Linked DNA regions of Sus scrofa: regions 2 and 3 are each linked to region 1. Evidence: chromatin contacts called from public Hi-C and HiChIP or PLAC-seq data. All regions are on one chromosome and are shown on one strand. Each heading gives the region's core, a stretch centred on a gene start, on an enhancer-like site or on the middle of the called end of the contact. The rest is flanking DNA. Distances are from core to core; before and after follow the strand shown. Region 1 holds the start of MNT (max-binding protein MNT). Region 2 holds the start of PAFAH1B1 (platelet activating factor acetylhydrolase 1b regulatory subunit 1). Region 3 has its middle 26 kb from the start of CLUH.

The links. Hi-C and Micro-C count contacts between places; a contact is called where the count stands out from the background. HiChIP or PLAC-seq counts read pairs in DNA pulled down with a chosen protein or histone mark.
Region 2: a contact with region 1 is called in a Hi-C map of skeletal muscle, with 4 times the contacts expected there. The contact joins the promoter of PAFAH1B1 here to the promoter of MNT in region 1. A contact is called at or near these places in 1 of 5 promoter capture datasets (liver), 2 of 47 Hi-C or Micro-C datasets (heart right ventricle and skeletal muscle) and 2 of 2 datasets of contacts at active chromatin or transcription factors (alveolar macrophages and skeletal muscle).
Region 3: an H3K27ac HiChIP or PLAC-seq map of alveolar macrophages shows a contact between it and region 1. The contact joins the enhancer-like site here to the promoter of MNT in region 1. A contact is called at or near these places in 2 of 5 promoter capture datasets (fetal liver and liver), 3 of 47 Hi-C or Micro-C datasets (fetal liver, fibroblasts and liver) and 2 of 2 datasets of contacts at active chromatin or transcription factors (alveolar macrophages and skeletal muscle).

The regions. Positions count from the first base shown.
Region 1 is chr12:48,484,158-48,489,282 of Sscrofa11.1, reverse strand. MNT (max-binding protein MNT) reads left to right here and starts at 2,546. Exons shown (of 6, transcript XM_021067616.1): 1 at 2,546-2,992. The coding sequence starts at 2,920.
Region 2 is chr12:48,643,416-48,648,064 of Sscrofa11.1, reverse strand. It overlaps PAFAH1B1 (platelet activating factor acetylhydrolase 1b regulatory subunit 1), which reads right to left and starts at 2,256. Exons shown (of 11, transcript NM_214250.1): 1 at 1,938-2,256.
Region 3 is chr12:48,734,967-48,739,920 of Sscrofa11.1, reverse strand. It overlaps a transcript of PAFAH1B1 not described here. Among named protein-coding and RNA genes, the nearest start is that of CLUH, 26 kb to the left of the region's middle. Within about 2 kb of position 3,065, at least 9 of the 83 cell types and tissues checked have an H3K27ac peak or open chromatin away from gene starts, as enhancers often do. A contact at or near this core is called in alveolar macrophages, where this site is marked.

The DNA of each region.
Region 1 (5,125 bases), core at 1,297-3,796:
AAAATTTTTGCTTTTTAGGGCTGCACCTCCAGCATATGGAGGTTCCCAGGCTAGGAGTCTAATCAGAGCTATAGCTGCCGGCCTACGCCACAGCCACAGCAATGCAGGATCCGAGCTGCATCTTCGACCTACACCACAGCTCATGGCGATGCCAGATCCTTAACCCACTGAGCAAGGCCACGGATTAAACCCTCAACCTCATGGTTTCTAGGCGGATTCGTTTCCACTGCTCCACGACGGGAACCCCATAAATACATATATATTTTTTAAGGTGCCTTTTAACTTTCCATTTTCTTTGGTTATGTAGTGGGCCAGGCCTAACCACACTGGTAACAGGTGGCAGACACCTTAAAGGAAGCAGTGGCAGGACCAGCAACAGATTTAGCCATCTGAGGAAAAGAGCATTCATCCTGCAGAAAAGAGAAAAACTTCGCTCTTATGCTCTGGTCCCCTGTTGCTTTCCAGCTTCATCATAAACAAAGCCTATGTCACCCAGTCATTTGTGGGTAATGGCCTCTCCGTGTTCTACTGCAGATGTTGGGGCATTAAGTGTGCAAAGATAAGAGCCCTCTGTAGCCTGGTACTGGCAAACAACCCTCTTCCTCCCATTCACTTGGTTCTTGATTTCCAGAATCTGCAGATTTTCTTTCCCTGGGATGCATTATGCCCTCTAAGGAAAGGCACAAAGCCAGCAAGCATCATTTACATCAGCTTTCCATGTGTCTAGCTCTCCTCTAGCTAGTCCGCCTCAAAAGGAAAGTAAGCCTCTAAGGGCACAGTGGGGATGGCATGGGATGGATTGACAGGATGATCTGCCACTCAGCCAACCTCACAAAGGTTTGCTTTCTGGCTTCATATGATTGTAACATCTAGGCCACAAGATCCTGAGCCCAACTGCCACTGTCCTACTTTATTAGAACTGATTAGCAAAGAAAGGAATCTGGGGGCCAAGACCCAGGTGCCTGAGGCCTGTGGGCATTGGGACAGCAGAGCTGGACCTGCTCCAAGGTGCTCCAACTATGCCTTCAGCCTGTGCCTGTCACTGCCAACTGTACCAATGGGGTTTGTGTTGCCTCCACCAAAGAAACAGCGCGGCAGGGTTTCAGGTGAAGATTTTTGGTGCCCCCGCCATCACAATACGTTAAGTGGTCAGATCCCCCCCTTTCCGTGTGAGCAGTTTGATACTCCTCCATGACTTTTTTTTCTAGTTGTGGGCCTTGCCCCAGAACTGCCTTCAAAAGAGTCATCATCCATGGGGTCAGGTATAAATGCTCCAATGGGGAAAGGAGCAACTGGAATATTGAGTGACCGCAGAAAAATCCTTTCTGGTCTTCAGTTTCCTTATCTGCAAAGTTTAAGAATTTGGGTAAACGGACCAAATTCTGTTTGTACCCCAAACGCCTCCAAACTCTACCGCAAGAAGCCGCCAGAGGAAGCGCCAGGCCAGGGGTCTTACCCCGCCCGCGAGAGCGATAGTGGCCGGGCGGGTGGCCCCGCCCCCGCTCCCGCCTTGGTTGCCCAGCCACTGGGAGGGCCGAGCTTCCGCCCTCCACGTTGTTGTTCCCGATTTGCGCCACGCCCCCTCGGTCTGGGCTTTGGACACCTAGCCTAATTTGCCCTCGGTCCGGCCCCAGAGCAAAGGGCGACTTCTGGGGTGGCACATTTGGAGTTTCCGCCCGCCTCAGAGGCGCGTGGACAAAGGCAAGAGTTTATAGGAAGGAAAGGGAGACACTTTGTTTTGGAGGGAGGATAGTGAAAAGTAAAGAGTAGATCAGGTCACAACTGCACAATTTCCCTTTCGGAGTCCCACCCTTCACACAGCGTCCCCATCCGCACCCGCGAATGTGACCCTGCTAGACACTGGCCCTTTAAACAGAAGGCTGGCGGCGCGGGGTGTCCATGTGGAGCTGCTCCATGCCGTGTTGTCCTGCCCGCCCATTGGCCCGCGGCCCGGTGACGTCGCCTAATAGGATGCGAACGCACTGCGGGGGGAGGAACGGAGACAAAACGCGGAACAGGATCGCCACTCCGCTCCCTCTGCCAGTTCTCTGGCAGCCTCCTGCCGTCAGCTCCGCCCAGGGGCGGATCCCGGGGGAATTGCGACAGCCTGGTGGTTGCGGGAATTAGGTCACGTGTGGACCCAGGGTTCGGGCCAGTCTCTACCAGCCTAAGGTTTCCTTGACCTGGAATATCCTTATTTGAACTAACTCGAGTCTTGAGTTTTCCACCCTTCCTTCCCTCCAGCAGGATAATTTTAGTTGTGAATGACACAAACATGCAGCCCTTGCTAAACTTGTGGCTTGCAATCGGGGCGGGGGGAGGCGGGAAAGCGGAAATGCAGGGCGCGAACCCGGCTGGAGCTTCTCCCACCCCACCCAGGCCACGTGTGCGCTCGCCGTCTTGAGTGGGCGGGGCCAGCCTGCCCGGGACCACGCCCCTCCCTTCGTGAGAAGCCGCGGCCCTGCGGGCGGGGGCTCCGGTCCGGGCTTTGGCTGCGGCCCCGGTGTAGTAGCGGGGGCGGCGGCCGGGGGCAGCGCGGCTCCTTCCCTTGTTGTGTGTGTCGGTGCCTCCTCGCCATCTTGTTGCAAAGCCTTTTCTTGTCGGCGGGACTCCTGGGGGCCGCGGGGCGGGAGGCATTGGAAGGGAGGAAGAGTGGGAGGGGAAGGAGTGAGGCAGTGCCGCCTTATTTTTTTTGCATCAATATATTTAAATTTGCAAATTACATTTTGCAAATATTTGGGGAGACATTGGTTTTTCTCCCTGTGCTTCCCCGTTCTTCCCTGCGGAGTGCGCTGCGCCGCCCAGCCCTGTCGCCCCCCGGAGGTGATCCCTCCCTCCTGCCTGCCCGCCAGCCTGACCTGTGCTCGACTCGCGGGCCGCAGTCTCGGCCCCGGCGCGCCCCCGGCAGCTCTCGGCGCGATGAGCATAGAGACGCTACTGGAGGCGGCCCGCTTCCTGGAATGGCAAGCGCAGCAACAACAGAGAGCACGTGGTGAGCGGCCGGGCTGGGCCCCTAGGGCAGCGGGGAAGGGGAGGCGAGCGACCCTGGTACCCGAGCCCACCCGAAACCGCGGGCGGAACCCTCTCCCAGGCGGCTCGCGAAGCCGGGCATTGCAAGGCTCCGCGGAAGAACCGGCACCGGAGGAAGAGTGTTGTGGGCAGTGAAATTAATTAATGAATTCGTTAACATGCAGCGGGGGACCCGGCTCCTGTGGGCGCCACCCCAGCTGCCTACCACCACTTGTGCACCTTTCGTGAGGGGCTCCTTTCGCGTGGGCCAGCAGCGCCCTCGGTAGGGCTGAGGATGTGCGAGCCGGGGGGTGGGGTGAAGAATGGTGTTGCGTGGGGGTGGCAGACCCGCGGGCGTGTGCGTGTGTGCACAGGGGATGTGTGATGCGAGCCTCGATGAGAGCGGATGAACGGACGTTTACACGGGTGAGTGTCTAGTGCACACGAGTGGGCGTGTGTGTAACGGAGTGGGGGGTGGAATTACTCTACGCGAAGCAGCTCCCCGGCTTCCCTAGTCTTGTGGGGTGGGTGCGGGGGGCGCTCCTGGCAGATCTTACTCGCCGCTTGGGGCGGAGGCGGCCTTTGCAGAATGAAAATGACATCGCGTGTCTTATGATCCTGGCCAGCCCCGCCTGACCCCGCCTCCCACAACTGGGCTGGGTCGCGCGTCAGGGGTTTGGGTGAGAGCCGGGCTGATTAGTGCATCGGTGAAACGGCCCGAAGGTCGCCGGGGGCAGACCCGGGGCCCCCCTTGCTGCGCCCCACTTTAGCCGGTGTGGAATGTGGCGTGTCTGCGCCTTCTAAACCCGCTCTCGGCTGGAATGTTGCGTGTGCCTGCGTTCTAAGCCCGTTGGTTACACCGGGTGGTGACGTGGACAGGGCCCGCCCCCGACCACGTGCACCGGGGACACTCCCGCTGGGGACTGCGCGGCCCTGCCCCTCCCTGCTGCCTCGCGCTCGGCCGGGGGCGGAGCCTGGGCGGGGCTGGCTAGGGGCCTTCCGCCGGGTTGGGCCCGGGCTCTGGCCCCCGGGCATCTCCCCGGGAGAGTCTGCCCTACGAGGGAGGAGCTGAGCTCACCTGTAGGTTCTCACCCCAACCTCCAATTTTTGGTCCTGGGGCGAGGGAAATCCTCAGAATAGCCAAGCGTTGGGATATATAGAGCTTACATACTCCCACTGACCCCTCCAGACATTCTTATCAGGACCCGGTCAGCACCGCTGACCAGTGTGGAATAAGCCAGGCTGAGAACCGGCAAACTTTGGCGCTCTCTCGACAGGGCCGAGCTGGAGATTTCAGATGCCCCCTCTCCCCACGCGCTCTGTTGGTGGTCCCCAGGTGCTACAGAAGTAGGGACTGAGGAAAGACCTCGGTTTTCCGGACTGCTGCGAGGGCCGCAACCCTGGATCCGGGTGTGTGTGCAGTATCCGGGGGCTGTTGTTTCCTCCAACCCTTACCCCCGCCCTTCGGCCGGGTTGGTTGTGGTGGAGAGAGTGCGTCGCCCTCCTTTCCTTTCTCTCTGCCTATTGTTGCTTCAATGATGAGTCATGCAGGAGGTAGTAGTGTGTGTTGTGTGCGCGCAGGCGCGCGCCTGCAGTGTGTACCGCCGTCGCGGCGGGCGGGGGAGTGGCCGCGAACCAGGGGCGGGGGAGGGACGGGTCTGAGGGCCTGGTCGGGTAGACCAGCCTTTCAAGGTCAGGAGTCACTCGAGATACGTGAGAGCGAGAATGCTTAGGTTTTCGAACTGATGGGCCGGGGCATCAGCTCATGCGCCCCTCCTTCCCCCTTGTCTTTGGGGTCCAGAGCAGGGTCAGTTGGTGGACAGTGCAGGTGGTGAGAACATTCTGCTTGCAGGAGCAGTGGCACGGGGAGGAGCCTGCACAGATTTGGAGAGACTGAGTCATCTGCTGCCACCATCAACACAATGCAATTCAGAAGTGCCTATTGTGTCCCCACTGGGAACTGCCCCCTGTGCTAGAGGCAGCAGTACTGAGCCTACTGTTGCCCCAAGGGAAACTCACTTTCACCTTCACTTTAGCCTCAGGCTAGTTGGCCCTGCGAGGGGAGGGAAGGCGGCCCTCACTGTCAAGTCTACCACCCTTTCCCGGATAAGTCTGT
Region 2 (4,649 bases), core at 1,007-3,506, 160 kb before region 1:
CCAGTCTCCCTGGCTCAATGGCTGTTCACAGCATCTACAAATATTAGCCCATTTTAAAAAAAAAAGGAGGTGGGGGAGAGGCACTGAAATTGGGCTAGTTCCATCAAAATCAATATACACAGAAATAATTTGTGAAAAACTGGGTTCCAGTTTCTGATTTATAAAAACAACAGCTACAAATTTGTTTAGGAGATCCTCTTCTTGTGAACAATCCAAACAATGATCATTTATAATAGAACATGAAAGAAAAAAATCACCCTAAATACAGATTACTCTTCTGCTTTAATAAAAACTGCAATTTGCAACTGCCAATTATTTTGCAAAACTGTGTCCTGAAAGATACCCATGAGAGATTAAGCTAGCTAATGCCTTAAACCCAATCAAAAAATTTTAAGTAAAAGCTTTTAATATATCCAATATTATATCACTACCGACATACCCAACCAGGAAATTTTCCTGATTAAAAGACTGGAGCTGCAGCAATCAAGCCCTGCTGCAGCAAAAAAGAAGAGAGAAAAAAAATTTTTCAAGCAAATACTACTGTGGCTGAAGCGGAGGGATGACATTACCGGTATGGAAGGCCCAAGCACTGTCTCCTCCGCCCTAGCCTCAAAATGAAATTCACACAAAACAACCCACCTCCCAACAAAAATAGAATTACCAAAAATAGCACAATTTTTTTTGTTTAGCCTTTAAAACGTTACGAACCTCAAAGATTGTGTGTTAAAGTAGAGGTCAGAATAACAGTAATATCTTTATTCTCTTCCGATTGCCTCTTTAGCAAAGTGGGGGGGTGGGGGAAAACCTTGGCATGACATCGCCCATTGAGAATCACAAATCTGGTTCTTCGCTTCCAAAGCACAATTTTGTAACCAAAGGATTGATATAAATTGGACCCAAACCTCAAGCCCAAAAGAAAAATCTCCTGCTCTCCTCCCAAGGAGTTTCTTGCTAAGTCACCAAAGAAAAGCAGAATAACATAAAACCAAGGCACCTTGCTCTCCCTTATCTCAGATACTGAAAAACCTCCTCTTCCTCTCCACTCTTCTGTTTAGAGTGGTAGAGTTAAAATTTGCCCTGGTACCTCCTCAAAGGCATATTCTCACCTGCGAGGCTAAGGAAGGCACTGCGCTTCCTATATGAGTGGAGAGATTAGATTAGATGAAGGAGAATGGCTGAGGGCCTCGAAGCTCAGGGTTACAACGTCAAAAGGCAACTCCCGTTTAAGGAGCCGGTGGCAGAACAGAAAATCCTGCCGGATTTGGTGGGTGGATGCTGCAGATGGTTCGGTGGGTCGGGCCGCTCCTCCTTAATGGGTGCGGAGGCTCGACCACCGCACAGGGGGGCCAGGGATGGGCTGGGCCATCATTCTCGGGTCAACCCCATCCTAAGGACAGGTGGGGGACAGAACGCCTCAAGGCCTGTGGGTGCCGAGGCGGCTCCGAGCGGAGCCCGGTTCCTTAGCGCCAACCGCGGGTGGGGTGGGGACTGCGGAGCTCGCCTTCCGCGCCGGTGGAGAGAAGGGCCGAATCCTTTCCCCAAGATCATAGAGCGACCTGCTCTCCACGCCCTTTCTACCCAAGAATACTTTTCTTGCTAAGTCACCGAGGGAGGAGGGCGATCCCTTTCCCGGAGGGCCACGGGTGGAGCCGCGGAGGCCCTGGCACCCCCGGAACCCGGGCCAGGGAGGAGGGGAGCGAGGGCAGCGCCCTCCCGGGCCTGTCCCCCCTCCTCCCGAGTCTCTCACTCAACGGCCGTCGCGGCCGCCATTTTGAGAGCGAGGAGAGAAGAAGAAGGAGGAGGCGGCGGCAGGGGGAGGGGAGAATGGGAGGGAGGGGACCGGCGCAGCCACATCGTCAGGCCGCCGGGCTCGGCCCGCAGCTGCCCGAGCGCGGTGGGAAAAACAGAGGGAAGGGCGCAGACTCTCGCTGCCTTACCGGAGCGCTGCACCGCCGCCTCCGCAGGGCCTCTTCCGTCCTTCACTCCCATCCACCGGCGGGGGAGGGGGAGAGGGAGAGGGAAGGGAGGAAGGAGGGAGGGAGGGAAGGAGGGAGGGGGAGGATGGCGCGCTGGGCCCGGTCCCGGGGAGGGGGAGGGGAGGGGAGCGGGCGGGCTCCTCAGCCGTTCCGGGGCTCGAGCCCAAGCCCGGCGCTCGCGGTTTCTCTCGCTCGCGCCCGAGCGCTCCCCTCCTTCTCCTTCTCGCTCCCTAGACCCCGGAGTCGCTGCTCGTTCGCTCGCTCACTCGCTATCTCTGCCGCCGGACTCCGCCGCCGCCCCGCCGCTCCAGCTCCGTCTGTCACAGGAGCTGCCCCAACGCCCTGACGTCACCGCGCCGCCGCTGCCGCTGCCGCCGCCGCCGCCGCCCCAGACCCGCGGGGAAGAGGGAGGGGAGGGGGCCGGGAGCGGAGGAGGGGCTGCGGCGCATGCGCCAGTCTGGGCCGGGCCCTGAGCCTCGCTGCCTTCCGCTTAGCGGGAGGGCTGCCGGTGTGGCTTGGAAGTACCGAGGGGATCGGCGGAAGAGTTTGCGCACTAGGTGCTTCTTCTCGCGCTGCACACGCCTCTTTAACCAGGGAAAAGGTTCTCGGTCCCCTTTTCCTAGACCGTTGTTTGACTGTTCTGGCCCCTCACGAACTCCGGCTCTCTTCACCTCCCCGCCCTGCTCCTGCCCGCGAACTGCGCTCTCCCCACTTCCCCCGGCCAACAGCAGAGACCAGCTGGCGCCCTTGGATTCCGGGCCCGGATAGGCTTCAGAAAGCGAAGCCCCGGCCAGGCTGTCGCCCCTTCTACCTCCGGTCTTCCGTGGGGGCCGGGAAGCAGAGGAGAGTAGGTTGAGTTGGCTTGGGGAGAAGAGCTGTTGAGGTTAAAAGGCTGATGGAATGCCTTGTTGCCTTCATTTTTATTATAGATTTTTAATTGGGAAGATTCGCTTTTAGATGTGATTCAGCTATTGTTTTCCTGAGTCACATACGCAGGCACACAGTTCTGCGACTCTGGAAGTCTCAAAACTGATGCCCAAAGAAAGACCTGGAACTTTATTCCTACAAGGCGTGTGTGTGTGTGTGTGTGTGTTTGCTAATTTACGGGTTGAAATACTGATGACAAGTCTTGGGGATTTATAGTCAGTGTATTCCATATAGAGACATTCCGTTTAAAAGAAGCAGATTTGAGGTTCTGAATCATTCAATATGGAATATTCTTTCAGTTAAGAGTTATCTAGTGTGATTATCTTGTCATTAATCTGTGCTGTCCAAGGAAACTTACCTGAAACACAGGTTTAGGCTTGTGTTTATTGATTTTATTGCTTTCCTTTATGTAGGTAAACGCATACACTGCATTTGAGATGAACTTGGTTAATGAGAGAGATAACTTGGGTATGTGTATCCCGAATCAGCCTCTTAGAGGAAATGTGACCTTGGCTAAATGCCTCTTTCTGGCCTCAGTTTCTCTATAAAATAGACCTAATAAATAACTTGTAAGGTTTTTGTGAGAATTAGCGAGGCTATGCTGCGTGTGTACAATATATGTCCTTAGTGGAGAGTCACCCAATTCATTTAACCACTACTGTTGCTTGATGCTAAAACAAGTTTTCTTTTATCAAGAAAGGTTGTTAAGTCTCTAATCCTGGAGTTGTTCAAGAAGAATATGAATGAACTGCCTGGAGGGTTTGGGTTCTCGCCTTCTTGAAAGCAGGAAAGTAAATCAAATGATCTCTGGAATGTCTTTTGCAGGTTTACAGTTTGGGGATTCTCTGGCTGGATAAGGACCAAAAAATGCACTGAAGTTTGGTCTGTGCCATGTCCAGTAACAGTCAATAAACTTGGAAATAAATTAATATCCCTTGTTCTAAGAATCCACTTTTGGTTTGTTTTTATCTGTGAAAGTATTATTGCCTCACATCGTACTATTAACATTTAATCATCTGAGTATATCAGTTCTTTATTTCTTCATTTTTTTTTGTCTTTCTGCTTTTTTTTTTTTTTAGGGTCCCACTAACGGCATATGGAGGTCCCCAGGCTAGGGGTCTAATCAGAGCTATACCTGCCAGCTTACACCATGGCCACAGCAATGTGGGATCTGAGCCACGTCTGCGACATCCACCACAGCTCACGGCAACACAGGATCCTTAATCCACTGAGGGAGGCCAGGGATCGAACTTGCAACCTCATGGTTCTTGGATTCATTTCCGCTGTGCCACAATGGGAACTCTAGTTCTTTATTTCTTAAATGAATGTTCTAAAAGTCTACAAAGTTGTCCAGAAATCAGAATCATATTGATAAACACCAATTTAATACAAATAGGTAACTCTAACCTGCATAAACCTTGAGCTCATACATGCAGGTGTTCAGAATACTTTAAAATCTGTATTATTTAATTATAAATTAAATTTGAGATCAGGCTGTATCTCAATAAGAGTCCTTCAAAAAACAATAGACTCCCTTGGGAAGAATGTGTAAAAATTTTCTCCCTGGATTATAACTTTTCTTTAAAAGTTTGAAGTCTTTTAAAAGTTATAATCCAGGGAGTTGTGTTATGTGCCTTGATATGGGGCCATGTGTTCTGGTTCTGTGCACTTTCTTTTCAGTTGCTAAAATGATATATCTGTCTTCATAAAGTCTTGTCTCTTTGAGAATGGAGAAGTGGGACATCT
Region 3 (4,954 bases), core at 1,816-4,315, 250 kb before region 1:
ACTAGACCCGTGGGACTGGCACACAAATGATTGTCACCTGTTGCTGGTCACAGAGAAAAAAGCTGAGATAATACGGAGCTTTGTGTGGTGCCGGCTGCAGTGAGGGGTGCTGCAAGGTGAAGGCCCAGGCCCTGGGCCAATGTTGGCCCTAATAGGCTCTTGAATACCTAACTCTGGCTACCTGCCCGTGGCCCATTGCTCTGCACACTCTGAAGACTTGAAGTGCTAGGATGGAGGGTGTCTGACGGGTGCCATCCCAGGGTAGTCTTAGAGCTCAGGAGGCCCGTGCAGAGATCTGATGAGCTTGAGGGGCAGGGCCTGTGAGGTGGGAGGGTTGTGGGGAGGAGGCCTGTCCCTTAGTGTATACAGCTGGCAGCTGCTGCTCAGTCTTATGCCTTTTTGAATACTTAGTTTTTTTGTGTCTGACATGAAGAGAAAAAAAAATTCCAACCCTAATACTTGCTAGTTTTCTTGAGCGAACTGGAAAAAAAGACGGTCCCTGACCTAAAGGTTCTAAGTGATACCTAGAGATCTCCACCTGTGCCTCGATTGGGTGCTCCCTCCCACCCAGCCCTCATCCGTACAGTCTCTCGGTTGTGTCCTGAACAGGCGTGACTTCCTGTAGCCTTTATCCCCATGAGTGCCGGTCACGTGTTTCATGGAACTTCTAGAAATGGGGACCTCATCTTTTAAAGCTGAGAAGGGATCAAGGTAATTACCATTGATTGTACCGACCAGTTACCTGAGAGGCCCATTTTTCATGGTTGATCCCTTAAGCGTATTAGTGCTGTCAGATGTCTTTTGACAACCCAGATGACAAGGGACAGTTGTCTTATAAAGGACACAGGTGTGAAATCCACCCTTTCTCCTCTTAGTTGACAGATTTCATTTGTTTAAAGGAAGTGAACAGTGGTATCCAGGAAGGGTGAGATGAGGACCAGCATGTGTTAGGCCATGGTCTGTGTGGATGGGCAGCTGTGAAAAGATTGTGTGAGCCACACTCCCCTCTGTCTCTTCAAGCCTCCAACCCTGGTCTTTCATGTTCCTCTCTAACTACTGTTCTCCCATGTTTGCATTTCTTTCAACATGCATATTACTTTTACAACTTAAAAAATATGTGTGGGAGTTCCCGTCGTGGCCCGGTGGTTAATGAATCCGACTAGGAACCGTGAGGTTGCAGGTTCGGTCCCTGCCCTTGCTCAGTGGGTTAAGGATCTGGCGTTGCCGTGAGCTGTGGTGTAGGTTGCAGATGCGCCTCGGATCCCGCGTTGCTGTGGCTCTGGCGTAGGCCGGCGGCTACAACTCCGATTCGACCCCTAGCCTGGGAACCTCCATATGCCCCGGGATCGGCCCAAGAAATAGCAAAAAAAGACAAAAAAAAAAAATATATATATATGTGTGTGTGTGTAAAAGAACTGTTATTGCCAGCTTTCAGGTTGTATCATCTGTCTCCTCTCCAAACTGGCATTGTCCCTTTTTTTAATTTAAAAAAATCTTTGAGGTATAGTTGATTTAGCGTTGTATTAATTTCAGGTGGACAGCAAAGTGATTCAGTTAGTATGTATGTGTGTGTATGTAATTTTTCATGTTTTCCATTATGGTTTATTACAGGGTATATAGTTCCCTCTGCTACATACCTTGTTGTTTATCTCTTTTAGATTTAGTAGTTTGTATCTGCTAATCCCAAACTCCCAGTTTATCCCTTCCCCACCCCCTTTCCCCTTTGGTAACCATAAATTTGTCTCCTGTCTGTGAGTTGGTTTTTGTTTTGTAAAATAAGTTCATTTGTATCATGTTTTAGATTCCACATATGATATCAGTCTTTGGTTTCGTATGATAATCTCTAGGTCAACCCATGTTGCTGCAAACAGTGTTACTCATTCTTTTGATGGCTAGTAGTACCTCGTATGTATTTTCTACATCTTTATCCAGTCTTTATCCATTCATCTGTCGGTGGACATTTCGGTTGTTTCCATGTCGTGGCTGTTACAAACGGTGCTGCTATGAATATTGAAACATTGGGGTGTGTGTATCTTTGAACTATGGCTTTCTCTGAATATATGCCCAGGAGTGGGATTGCTAGATTTTATGGCTACTCTATTTTTAGTTTTTAAGGAACCGCAATACATTTTCCATAGTGGCTATACCAATTTACATTCCCATCAACAGCGTTGGGAAGGTTCCCTTTTCTCTATCTACACTTTCTCCAGAACTGATTATTTGTAGACTTTTTAATGATGGCCATCCTGATTGGTGTGAGGTGTTACCTCATTGTAGTTTTAACTTGCATTTGTTGAGCATCTTTTCATTTTCTCGTTGGATAAATGTCTATGTAGTTTTCCTGCCCATTTTTTTATTGGGTTCTTTATTTTGTTATTATGAGCTGTTTGTGTATTTTGGAAGTTAAGTCCTTGTTGGTCACATCATTTACATTGTTAAATATGAATATTGAGAGAACTGTTACGACTTCATTGAGGAATTCCTGTATATCTTGAAGTTGAGAATAAGGTATTCTGATGGGCCCACTTATTTCTTTGTCCTGACTACACTAGCAATCAAACAGGGCATGCATTGTCAGGATACCTTACAAAGGACAGGTGGCCCTTTTCAAATGCAAACAACCCCATTAAAGAGGCAAATCTATTGATTAAAAAAAAAAAAAACCCTCAGACACTAAAGATACAGACCACTCAGGACACAATTATACTGAAGAATAGTCATTTCATAGCAAATGATTGTGGAGCCTTCCTAAGTTGCAAATGTGGGCAATGTAATTCTTACCCTTTCCTAGCCTCTATCCCATTTCCAATGGCCACGCCACAGTAGAGTTGGCAGTGCAGTGTAACTCGGTGAGGGGCTCAGCGATGGGATGAGGTCTTTTCCTGCAAAACTAAAGGTAGGTTAAACTGTGCTAATATCAACCAGCAGGGAGTATATTGTGAGGTGAAGATGTGTTGAGAATAAAGGGAAGTGTTGGCAGCTGACAGGCATTCACATGTCAGGGTTCTTGTGTGTCAGCAGTGGAGAATCATCAGTCTACACGCAAGACAAGTTTCAGCAAAGACTACTAACAGGACACTCAGGATCCAGCACCATTTCTCCACCAAGTCTTCCACACTCCTGTCCTGCCTCATACTATATACACCAGGGACAGAGGCAGCCGTGTTTTGGAAGGAAGCTTGATGTCTGTGATGTAGTAGTGAGTGAGTTACTCAGGTTTTGAACAGCTGCCTGCACTTTGAGGAAAGTGGGGAAAAAAAAGTCTTGTAAGGAAATGGAAAAGCTGCAACATACAGGAAACTTCAAGCTCCTTACTGGGGTGCTCTTGGCTCAGCTTCCCATTTGGGGGCAGGGTGGAGAAGCTCCTCTCCTAAGAGGCAGGATGACAACTGGGTTGTAAAAGCCACATCATTCTTGTCCTTTATATGTGAAAAATGCTGGAGACTTCATTGGTGCCCTAAAGACACTACGGATGCTAGCTGGACAGCAGTCGAGGGATCAAAGGCAGGACATCGCCACCATGGGTAAAGTTCAAAGAAAGCCAAGAGGCCTCTGGAGCAAGGGTGCAGATTCCTTGGTACATTTCAATCCAACTTTAAAACAGTACTAAGAATCTTGAAGAATCCAAGACCACTAGGCAGATCAAAAGGCTCATTCATCAAGAGAACAAAGGAGGCAGGGTCCTGTCTCCCTGGGGCCCTGACCACCACATGAGGGCCAAACCTTTGAAAGGGGGACATGAACAGGTCATTCCTGACCTCAGCTGTAGTCACTGCCAAAAAGGGCTGCTGGAGAGGAAGGTGGGGGGCCATAACAAACAGTCTGGCACTGCCTGACCCAGTAGGTAGAGCAAGAGACCCTGTAGCCACACTGTGGGCTCCCTGTGCAAATAGGGTGAAAGCAGCAGAAAGCAGTGCTGGCTCTGCCCTAGACAAAGGCTTTCCATCCAGCCCCTGCTGCCCTGCCAGCACTTTGCATCTTAACTCTCCCTCTGACTGGTGCTGAATACAACTTTGCTTCCTAGCAACTCAATTGAAAAGATTTAAAATCTTGCATAAAAAGACCAAAAAAAAAAAATCACATCTAGTTTTATAGGCATTTAATAGTTTACCAATTGGTACAATAAGATTTTTTAATATGCAGAAAACATGAATAAATCTTGTTTTACACAGTCTGAGAGCAACAAATCTTACTGTAAAACACAAGAGCAATATTATATACATTCCTTTACTGATTTTTTAAAATTGTGTCAATATCTTCAGTTAACTCTTACAATCTGGGGAACTGTTTTCTCCAATCACCACCTCTGTGACGTTCATTATGAAATCAACGCTCGCCTTCATGTCAGTGTCAGGATCAACTTCGAACTCGAAGATTATGTTTGTTTCTACCATCTTCAGAGTGAGCTTGAGGGATGCCTGAAGGGTAGGCAGGACAAGAAAGCAGCTACTTACATGATACAGTGGAAAGATAAAAAGGCCAGTTCGGTCCAGTCGTGACTTGTAAATCCAGCTTGCCCTCCCCCCGCCCCTCTGAAAAAAACCAAAACCTTTTCCACCAATTTTGTACATGTCGAGTCTCTACCAGGAGATTCTTCTTTGCATCATCTAGATTAGTAACACATCGGACTTATATACAGCTGGACAGAGAATAACCATTTTAAGGGCCTTTTCCTTCAATTTAACAATTTTAGCTTCAGTTGCTTAAGGATTATCAAGCCACCACTGTCAACAAAATAAAACGTCCTTTACTTCTAAATAGTTTTTCTTTAAATAAATTAAAAAAAAAAAACTATTTAAAATGAGTGATATTACCTGGAAGTTCACATAGAAACAGAAAGAGGCAAACAGGAGAGCAGGGCACTGACATTAAGGAGACTGGGCTTGGTGATCTAGAGCCAAAGCTTTCCGAAGACTACAGCGAGCGCCCACAGCCCGGACGACGTGCTAACACT